2 separate regions of the Capsicum annuum genome follow, and region 2 is linked to region 1. A link is a contact called in public Hi-C data. All regions are on one chromosome and are shown on one strand. The core of a region is the stretch at or near the end of the contact, and the rest is flanking DNA. Distances in the headings are between cores, read along the strand shown.

Region 1 (4,783 bases), core at 1,454-3,953:
GAGGGTTAAGAAATCTAGTTAATTCGTGGAAGAACAAAATCATCCTTCACCAATTTATAGGGACGCAACACGCAAGAGCATTTTAATGCTAAGTTAAAATGTGGAATGATCGTCTCAAGACAGATGAAAATATCAAATACTACACCCTCCGTCCCATTTTACGTGATGTTGTTTGACTAGGAACGGAATTTAAGAAAGAAAAACATACTTTTGAAACTTATAGTCTAAAACAAGCTACAGATATTTGTGTGGCAACAAATCATCGCATTAAGGATAAAATGAAAGTTTAAAGTCAAACTCTTACCACAATATATAAAGGAATGATTCTTCTTAGAACAAGGTAAAAAGGAAAGTACAACAACGACAAAATCAACAACAACAATACCCAGTGAAGCCCCACAAGAGGGGTCTAAGGAGGGTTGAGTGTACATAAAAAGGAAAGTGCATCACATAAATTGAGATAGAGGGAGTAAATTTTATTTATACGATTTGGTATATAAACCTCTTAGAACTCCGCTAATTTCCTATTTAGTAAGACAAAAAGGGATTTATGGCACTGGCAAAAGCAAAATTGAGTCTGCTGGTACATCCTGAGGAACAACAAGGAGCAAGACCTTAGCTTCAACACCAACAGCAAAAGAGTACGAAGAACACTGACTTACTCATTGGTAGTCAGTGCTATACATCAAAGGACAGGATAGTAATACACTTCAGTGAACAAAAATTGGAAATGGATGTTCCACGATGCATCTAATTTCTTCACTTGTGAACAAAATGCATGTCTGAGAACTTAGATTACCTTAGACCAAGTTAAATTTGTGGATCCAACAGGCGGTTCCACATTGGGTAGGTCGTTATCAAGATTAGGCATTGATGATCCCACCAAAGGGGCAGACTTGACTAAATTATGCAAATCATTTACTTCATCAAGTGCAGAAGACATGTCTTGAGATTTGTCCTTCACTTGAGAATGTTTGCTATCTCCAGGTCGGCAATCAGTGATGCTCATTGAACCCATCCCCTGCTCACAAGTCGAATCACCAACTGAAGGGTCCTCTAGAAGAAATGACCAGATAGTAGAGAGCTCTGCCGCGGAAGGACAACCTGTATAACAACTAAGTGCTTGTCTCCTATGTGTTGAGCCTGTACTAGAACTAGCATGAGCCATCCAATCACAATTCTGGCATAGAGAGACCCTCTCCTCCACACATCTGAAAATAGCTGGTTGGGAATTACATCTTTCACATACAAGTGTCCTGGAATGACGCTGTGACAAGGCATTTGCAGAATGGACATTTCGATCACAGGACAAACACAAGCAAGCTGCATCAGACCGGCAATAGACAATTGATCGTTGCTCCCCGCAAAATTCACATGTGTAACCCATCACCTTTTTCTCCTAGTTATTTCTAAGATGAAAAACAGTGTACAAATCTTCAGGTCTCTGTTAGAAGCTTATAACTTTTATGATAAAGTTAAAAACTTCTAAGCAATATAAATTGCTCTCCCCGAAACAGAATCGAATTTGTGCTAATAACTGTTACAAGGAAAAGGAATCTGCATCATTAAAGGTGACACCAAAAAAGAGAAGCAAACTGAAACAGAATACAAGTCTATTCTTCATATCTCGATATGCCTGATCTATCTAAAAAGAAAAAAGAAAAATTTCTCAAGTACTTCAAGACCTAACCTTAGATCTTAGAAAAAACAAAATCTATTTTGGATTAGTACACACAGTGGCACTGAAAAAAAAAGGCATGGAATAAAAGATGCCAATCAGAAATGGAAAAAGGTGCTCCAAACAAATAGGGAATCAAGAATCCGGAAAAAAAAAATCTGACAATTTTTCATAGAGCCACATTGGTCTATTTTAAGCATCATTATCTACAACCAAAATCATTTTTACTTTTTTTTCTTTTTGAGATAATCCTAATTCCATCATTACAAAATAGTTTGGAAACTGGACAAAAGAAAGCATTAATCAAAAACTTCTAGATTCATTTAAAAACTTCTTCAAACAGTAGAACATTTTCAGCAAGCTAAAAAAAGGAAGAGGGGTATTCAACAGAAAAAAGAAAAACAGAATCAAATCAGTTAGAGAATAGCTTAGGCAAAGATTTAGACACGTAGTAAGGTCCGGGAAGGATAGAGCTATGCAGACCTTACCGCTACCTTAAAGTCTAAGGTAGACAAGTTGTTTTCGATAGACCTCAGCTCATCTAAAAACAGTTGAAGCAGTATATAGTATAAAGAAAGAAATAAGAAACAGTCCTGGAAAAATAGTATAGATAACCTGACAAATCATCCTAAACAATGGAATAAAACGATAATCCAAGTGTAAAGATAAGCAAAATTGTCAGATGAACAGTTAATGTTCTGAGGGAGCAATCAAGAAAGAGATAAAAGAAGAGAAACAAAGCAACCCCATTTCATTTCAAAGGTAAAGCAAAGCAATTAAGCAAAAAAAAGAAGAAAATGAAAGGAAATCAAGAAAGCAACTACCTTTTACCTAAAATAACTGTAGAGGTGGCAGGAAAAGAATTTACACAGCACACAAGAAACTAAATCCCTTTATTTTGCACCTCCAATAAACCCTAATACATGAAAAAGTTTGTAGACCTTTCTAGTCCTCCACTGTCTCTCTCTCTTTCTGTTTCTCTCTCTCTTTCTGGTGTTGGAAGTTTGTATTTCTGTGAGAATTGTGGAGTTGCTGATATAATAATTAAATATAGTGTGAGCTGTCAAAAAGTGCAGGAGAGATGGGATCCACTAGGGAGGCTGTGATGTGGGACCCGATCACTTCTTGAATAAATATTAGGCCCTTTCTCATCTTTTTTTTATTTTTCATCCGGTGAATGATGTCCGTATTAGAGTCTCGACTAATACGGATCATGTCTTATGGGCTCATAAAGATGACAGCGCTCTCAACAATTTTTTCTATATCCTTGGTTAAACCCTCAACCTCTAATTAAGAATGAAATAATCTCATCCACTATACCACAACTCATATTGGTTTCTCATCCCCCATTATTCTACTTGCTACTCCCTCGTAGTTTAGTGCTCCTATTGTTCCATGTTTGTTAGTTATATGTATATTAAAAAATTATAAATAAAAATAATTTTATTAACAAAATTTTGAAATATTTTTAAAAATATTATAAATACGTGTGAATAATTTCAAAAAAAAATTAATTACATGCATAATATCAAAAAAATTAATTAATGCTCTCTTAAATTAAGGTAAACACTAATATGAGATAACTATTTTTAGTAAAATGATCAACTAATATAGAACGGAAGAAGTAATAATAAATAGTGTTTTAAAAAGCACTTCTAAGGCGAGTCGCCGAGGTGACCCTCAAGAATCAGGGTGAGGCATTAGAAAAATATTTTGGAGAGATGTTGGGGCTAGGCGCAAAAGTATCGTGCGATGTATGTTCTGCCAGTCTGAGGGTATGCCTAGACATTGGACGAGTTTTATTTTGGGGAATAAGTCCATAAAAAGTCTCCTAATTAAAATTAAAATTGCTAAATAAATATTTAAATTAACATAAAAAATATAAAATTCAACTTGTTATTAAATTTTAAAAAGTTAAAAAACTTAAAAATCTAAGTAGTTTTATTCTTACTCTTCGTCTTTCACTAGGTAAATGAAAAAATTAATGATGAAGTGCAAAATTTAAACAAAATACATGATCCGTCACACTCTCTCTAGTTCGATGCCCCTATTGTAGGTTCCTTCTTCTTTTTTATTTTCAACTAGTTTTCGTCTTTGGGTTCCTCTTTTTACAAGCTACTTTATAGTTTTCTAGTCAATCTTTTTACAAAGTTTAACTAATTTTTTGAGATGAACACTTCTGATTATTTCTTTAATTAGTTAATGACTTTGATTACCATTTTAAGATGAAATAGTTTTAAATATATTTTCACTTTAATTCATTTGAATTGTTTGCAATGTAATTTTATTTCGTTATTATGATCATGTATAAAGTATTAAAAATTAAAGTTTCATGGAGCTTAGAACCCACCGTCTCAAGGCTTGTACCTGGCTTCGCATCAAGTAAAAACATTGCCTCAAAATCAAACTAGGAAAAGGGTATATATAAACAAGAAACAATAGATATTAACATTATATTTAATTTATATTTGAAGAAATAATATGGAAATAAGTAAGGGTGGACATTCGGTATTCAGTTTGGTATTTTCATAATTCGGGTTTGGTAATTCGATAATTGGTAATTGAAAGTAGATACCAAATATCATACCATTAAACTTCGATTCGGTGATTGGTAAATTAAATTTTGGTTCGATACGAAATTTGGTATTACCATGTTAAAGTTGGGCATGCTTATAGTGATCCTATTTGGTGATAATAGTGGTGATTTTCAACCATATTTTGAGAAAAATTCAATTTTGTTTGGTAGTTTTACACTTCTGAATACACAGTTTTACACTAGAAAAAAACAATTTTGTTTGGTCTTGTTACACGTTGATACGTGTGGCTCAATTAATGAAACCCCTTAAAACCTATGTTATTGTAGTTTGATCCAACTCCAAGAAGGGAAGAACTGGACGTAACATGAATAACATTTACATTAAACTGGATGGAACATAAACTGGATGTAACGAACTGGATGTAAAGTTAAGAGTCTACTTTATGACTATGTTTAATAGTTTCAAGTTTGCTTGAGCAATATTCACACAAGTATGTGGCCTTTGGAGTGTGGACTTGGTATGTGGCCTATGGGTTACTTAACTATAATTGGATATTCGGAAAATACCA
Region 2 (5,353 bases), core at 1,719-4,218, 130 kb after region 1:
TTGTTATTAACTGCCACCTACCTAATAAATAGATTTTCCTATTCAATTCTTTCCAATAAGACACCTTTTGAATTATTATATTGATCAGTCCCTTGTTATGACCACTTGAAACCCTTTGGTTATTTGTGTTATGTATCAGTGTCTAAATGTCAACGAGACAAATTTCAGCCAAGGGTTGTCCCTTGTGTTTTTGTTGGGTATCATTTTGGCCAAAAGAGATATAAACTCTATAATTTGAAAAGCAAATCTATTTTCATCTCCCGGAATGTCATTTTTCATGAGTCTGTTTTTCTTTGTTCGCTTCCTTCATCTCCTCCTACTAATTCGACATTTTGTTCTTCTCTTTGTCTTATACCTAATGTTTTTATCTCTACTGCTCCAGATCTGCCCTTTACTGACTCTTTTAGTGTTTCACCCTTGTTTCAACAGACTCTTTCCACCTCTGTGTCATCATCTCCACCTCCCTCGTCTATTCTCTATTCCCCTCCTGCACCTAGGAGTAGTTCTAGACACCACCAGGTTCCTTCTCATCTATAGGATTATGTGGTACAACTTCCTCCTTCCATAGCCAACTCCTCTACTACTTTTATTTTTGTTATCTTGTCTTCTACAGTAGTTGAGCCTCACTCTTACACTCGAACAGCTGCCATCGAAGATGTGTACCATTTGGTGTCTCGTTGTTTTTGCTATTAAGATATATTGGTCTCTTTTTCAATTGGATGTCAATAAAACTTTCCTTCATGGGGATTTGGATGAGGAAGTGTACATGAAACTCCCTTAAGGTCTTTCTGTTTCTTTCTCCTCGCTTTCATTTGCTCCTTTGATTTGCAAGTTACAAAAATCATTATATGGACTTCGGTAAGCCTCTCGACAATGGTATGCCAAGTTATCCCAATCTCTTTGTTCAAGAGGCTATACCCATTCTTTAAATAATTATTCACTCTTCTTCAAGAAATCAGCCTATTCCACTGTGTTCTTTACTGTATATGTGGATGATATCATCCTCACCTGGAATGATTTGACTGTAATCAACGCCTTAAAAACTTTCTTGGATGAGCAGTTTAAGATCAAGGATTTGGGGCTTCTCTATTATTTCTTGGGTATTGAGGTTCATTATCATCAGTTTGGAGTTTTGTTGCATCAGAAGAAATTTATTTTTGATTTACTTGTTTATTTTCATTATTCTAAGGTTACGTCTGTGGTATCTCCTTTGGATTTAAGTGTCAAACTTCAGACTGATGATGGTTCTCCGGTGCCTCACCCAAACTCATATAGAAGTCTTATTGGTAAGTTTAATTTTCTTACGTACACTAGAACTGACCTCTGTTTTACCGTACAACACCTTAGTCAATTTTTATAGTCTCCTCGAGTTCCTCATATGGATGCTGCCTTGCGTGTTTTGCGATACTTAAAGGGACTCCTGATGTTGGGATCTATTTGAGTAACTCTCCTGATTTCTCTCTGGTGGGTTATTGTTATAGTGATTGGGTTGCATGTCCTGATTCTCATCGCTCCGTTATTGATTTTTGTGTCTCTTTAAGGGGCAACCTTCTCAGTTGGAAATCCAAAAAGCAACCGCGGAGGTTGAAATAGGGCTATGAGCAAGCTTTTTGCTGAGTTGTCATGGCTGGTTCGTTTGCTCTTGGATTTTGGTTTAACTATTGATCGAGGTATTCCTATTCTCTGTGATAGTCAGGCTGTTATACACATCGCCATGAATTTCTTTTTTCATACTAAACACATTGAGATTGATTGTCATTTTATCCACACCAAGTTGGTTGAGGGTCTTATTTCTCTGTCTCATGTGCGCACTGCTTTCCAACCAGCTGACATAGTTACGAAGTCCTTGATTAGTTCTTAGCACCAGCTTTAACTTGGCAAGTTGGGTGTGTGTCCACCCTCCAACTTAAGAGGGGTTGTTTGCGTTACGTAGTGAGTAGTGATTTTGTCTTCTATTTCTGTACTTTGCATTTTTATATGAATTGACTTATTTTTGTAATAACCCAATTTGGATACTAAGTCGGTGGACTTGCCCAACTATATAAGAGGCATTTATTATGTTGTAGCTCAAGAGATATTTTTGAAAATATGAAATTAGTTTCTTTTCTCTTTTCATCTTCATAGAACACTTGTTGCATTTTACTCTTTTTCTCCATGATTTTGAAACTTTCACAAACATAGATGAAAGAACTCTCAATACGTTCAATACGCAAACACAAATGAACAAATTCTATCCGTTAAAACAACCGAATAATTTCTTCATTTACTGATGATATAAACTTAGTTTCTGTGACTAACCTAGATTAAAATACAAAGATTACAATAAGTTAATGGTCAAAATAATTGTCAATATGATAAATCCATTGAATATATCAAAAGATAGGTCAAACACATCAACACACCTCTAAACTTAACACAAACTTTTATTTCAGCACCTCCACTAAGCCTTATTTATTCTAGACACCTCATGTAAGATCGTTCTGTGTCATTTTGACACTTTTTTGATAATTAGCTAAATAGATAAGGTGCATGTAACACACTAGCCGATGACATATCAAAGTAGCAAATTAAATAAAAACGTGTCGCATATATACAAAAAATAATTATTAAAATATATGGCGAGAAAAATCTATTTTAAAACTATTTAGTTAATTTTTTTTTAAAAGGAAAACAAGTAGCTTACCGCCAACCACTCCTTCGACCAACTCCACCTCCTCTGACCACCATGAGAACATTTGTCATTTAATTTATGCCTAAAAATAATTATTAAACAATGAATTTTGAGTTAAAAAAAACACATCGAAGCTCCGGCAACTTTCTCCCGTCAAATTCAATGCCAAAATTGGCATTTGGAGCAGGCAAACTCATCTACACAAGAGCTCCAACTAATTTCAGCTACAACACGTTGAATTAGAGTTTGAAAGTGATGCCACCATTGCAATTTCAGACAATGGCGGCACAAACACCGGCAATGGTGAAGATACAAAGTGTCTTTGAGGTTTTTGCGTGCAATGAATCTAGCAACACAACCACATAAAAAGGCCCACCAAATTTCCAGTCAAGTGCAACGAAATTTAATTTTTAGAATTATTGTTTTTTACAAGAAGCTTTAAACTAGCTTTAATGGAATCTTTAATTTTCTTTCAATTTCTTCAGTCTAAAGTAATGGAACGCTGTTTGAATAAAGAATTTCAATATTTTACCTTGAAAATTGTTTCCTCTTCAAGTATTTATTTCAAGTTGTGAATTTAATACATAAAGATGGAGGAGAGTGAAGAAGATGAAGCAAATATATATATATATATATATATATATATATATATTTTTTACAAAATAAAATAGCTAGTCACGCACTTAAGGTAGGTGCAGCACAGATAATATGCCAAGTCAGTAAAAAGTGTCAAAATGACACAGTGGGAAAACGATCGGCATTCACTTTAGATGTCAAGGTAAAAGTTCTTGCCAAGTTTAGAAAACTAGCAATGTGTTTAGCCCAAAAGATAAAGATAAGGGAGGGTAAACGACAATTAGCAGAATATATGACCAAACAAGCCTGTGAAAAGTAACTGCAATAATGAACAGCGACAACCAGCAGAATATATGACCAAACGAGCCTGTGAAAAGTAACTGCAATAATGAACAGTTAGTACTTGCCATCCCTAGTCAAATTCACATTTCGAAATACTTACGACACTTTTAAATACATTTGCATCAAGTATGAAAACCCATACAGATAAAATAATAGGCAAACTATAGAGTTCCTCGTCAGAGTTTTCACCCTTTCATTAGGGAACGTGTACACGAACAAAATGCAGCCAGCCTAACAGATTGTGTTACTATTTCATTAAAGTACACACTGATCACTCTAGTTCTAAATTTTAGACCCCCATGCCCCTCGTCCACAAAAAGGAAAACAAGAAAATAAGAAGGGTTTGGAGAAAAAAGAAAACCAGGCCTGGGAGAATGCTCCGAAAGACATTACTTTTCAGCATGGACGGATAACAAGTTATACATTCAGCTACAATCTCACCCTATATACAACCATCATCATTCGATATATGACGCACAATTGTTGCAGCAGTAGAGGATCTGTGACAATGGAGAGCCTGTGCAATTTGGCAACGATAGCAGTACACAATGGGAAGTTCGTATCTGTTCCATGCAGTGGAAACCCCAACAAGAGTCTATTCATCCAGGTTGTTTAATTGTCCTTTCTGCTGAAGTTATCCACCCGAGGCTTGAACCACCTGCGAAATACAATCACATAGCCGTATAATCCTCATGTATCCATCTCTAAGGCTTTTGACAGCATTTCTAATTTCATCAAGTAGTGGATCATCTGAATGTTTCGCGGGAACAGCTAGAGCTGCAAACTGAGATGGAACAACTTCTGAAGGATAGACCCCTCTGTCATAAAATCCTCAGAACGTTAGTAAATTGTGAGAAACATTGAAGATCTTGTCACATATCAATTAGAAGTTGGTAGATAATCTTATGAAGAATTAATGAAAAGCAGAATTCGCTACCAATCAACACAACCCATATGATGATTAAAAAAAACTTCTAATAGAGAAAACAGTTCTGACTAAATTACCAGTAAGGAGGACTGAGGTTATAAAATGATATATGTGCAGAACTTCAGACAAATTTTGTATGGTGTAAAGTGATGTAGTTGTCCTGCCACAGGTGGTCACACTAATGCAACTTAATTGCTTGATTTAATTGTATGTGCGCCTATCTGCTTAGAGCACAGTAGCCTGTGCCTCAGATGCATCACTTTATCCGATATTGTTAATAACTGATGGTTCAGACCATATGGCTTTCCTATGTCAGAAATAAGCTAGCAGTTTAAAAACCGCCAGACTAAGGAATGTGATGAGCTAATGTTTTAAGCTTTTCTCTAAGAAGAGAAGACTGGAACTAATGGAGCATTATTATGTTCAGATCATACATCAACTCTTCTGTTTCAAAAAAATGACACACAAACAACCCACGGTCTCCATTTTTCTAACTGGGATAGAAAGAGCAGACAAGAAAATTCGAGACCAGATAGATAGGTTTCCAAAACCAGCTTAAATGATTTCATTGTGCTTGTCTTATCACCTATGTGCAGCAACCAACTTATCAAACTATTTTTAACATTAGTTCCCTTTTTTCTTTCTGGTTTTGACAACTAAATGGACATTTTATAATGCACAGTATAGATAACTTATCCTGCAGGAAGCATGACAAATATGAACTAGTTCATACTTCATACACCATCTTTTAAGAAAAGTGAAAACAAAAAAGTAGCTGTATAGACATAAGGACTCTACCTATTCAAGCATGACACGTCCAGTGTCAGTTTCACCTT

The links. Hi-C and Micro-C count contacts between places; a contact is called where the count stands out from the background.
Region 2: a contact with region 1 is called in a Hi-C map of leaf, with 3 times the contacts expected there. The contact joins the enhancer-like site here to the promoter of LOC107878066 in region 1. A contact is called at or near these places in 3 of 5 Hi-C or Micro-C datasets (leaf, pericarp and placenta).

Annotation. Positions count from the first base shown.
Region 1 is chr7:175,264,627-175,269,409 of UCD10Xv1.1, forward strand. LOC107878066 (zinc finger protein CONSTANS-LIKE 9) reads right to left here and starts at 2,704. Exons shown (of 5, transcript XM_016724942.2): 1 at 2,510-2,704; 2 at 800-1,409. The coding sequence starts at 1,387.
Region 2 is chr7:175,391,408-175,396,760 of UCD10Xv1.1, forward strand. LOC107878065 reads right to left here. Exons shown (of 15, transcript XM_047393861.1): 14 at 5,316-5,353; 15 at 3,618-4,407. The coding sequence ends at 4,224. Among protein-coding and RNA genes, the nearest start is that of LOC107878065, 19 kb to the right of the region's middle. Within about 2 kb of position 2,969, at least 4 of the 5 cell types and tissues checked have an H3K27ac peak or open chromatin away from gene starts, as enhancers often do. A contact at or near this core is called in leaf, where this site is marked.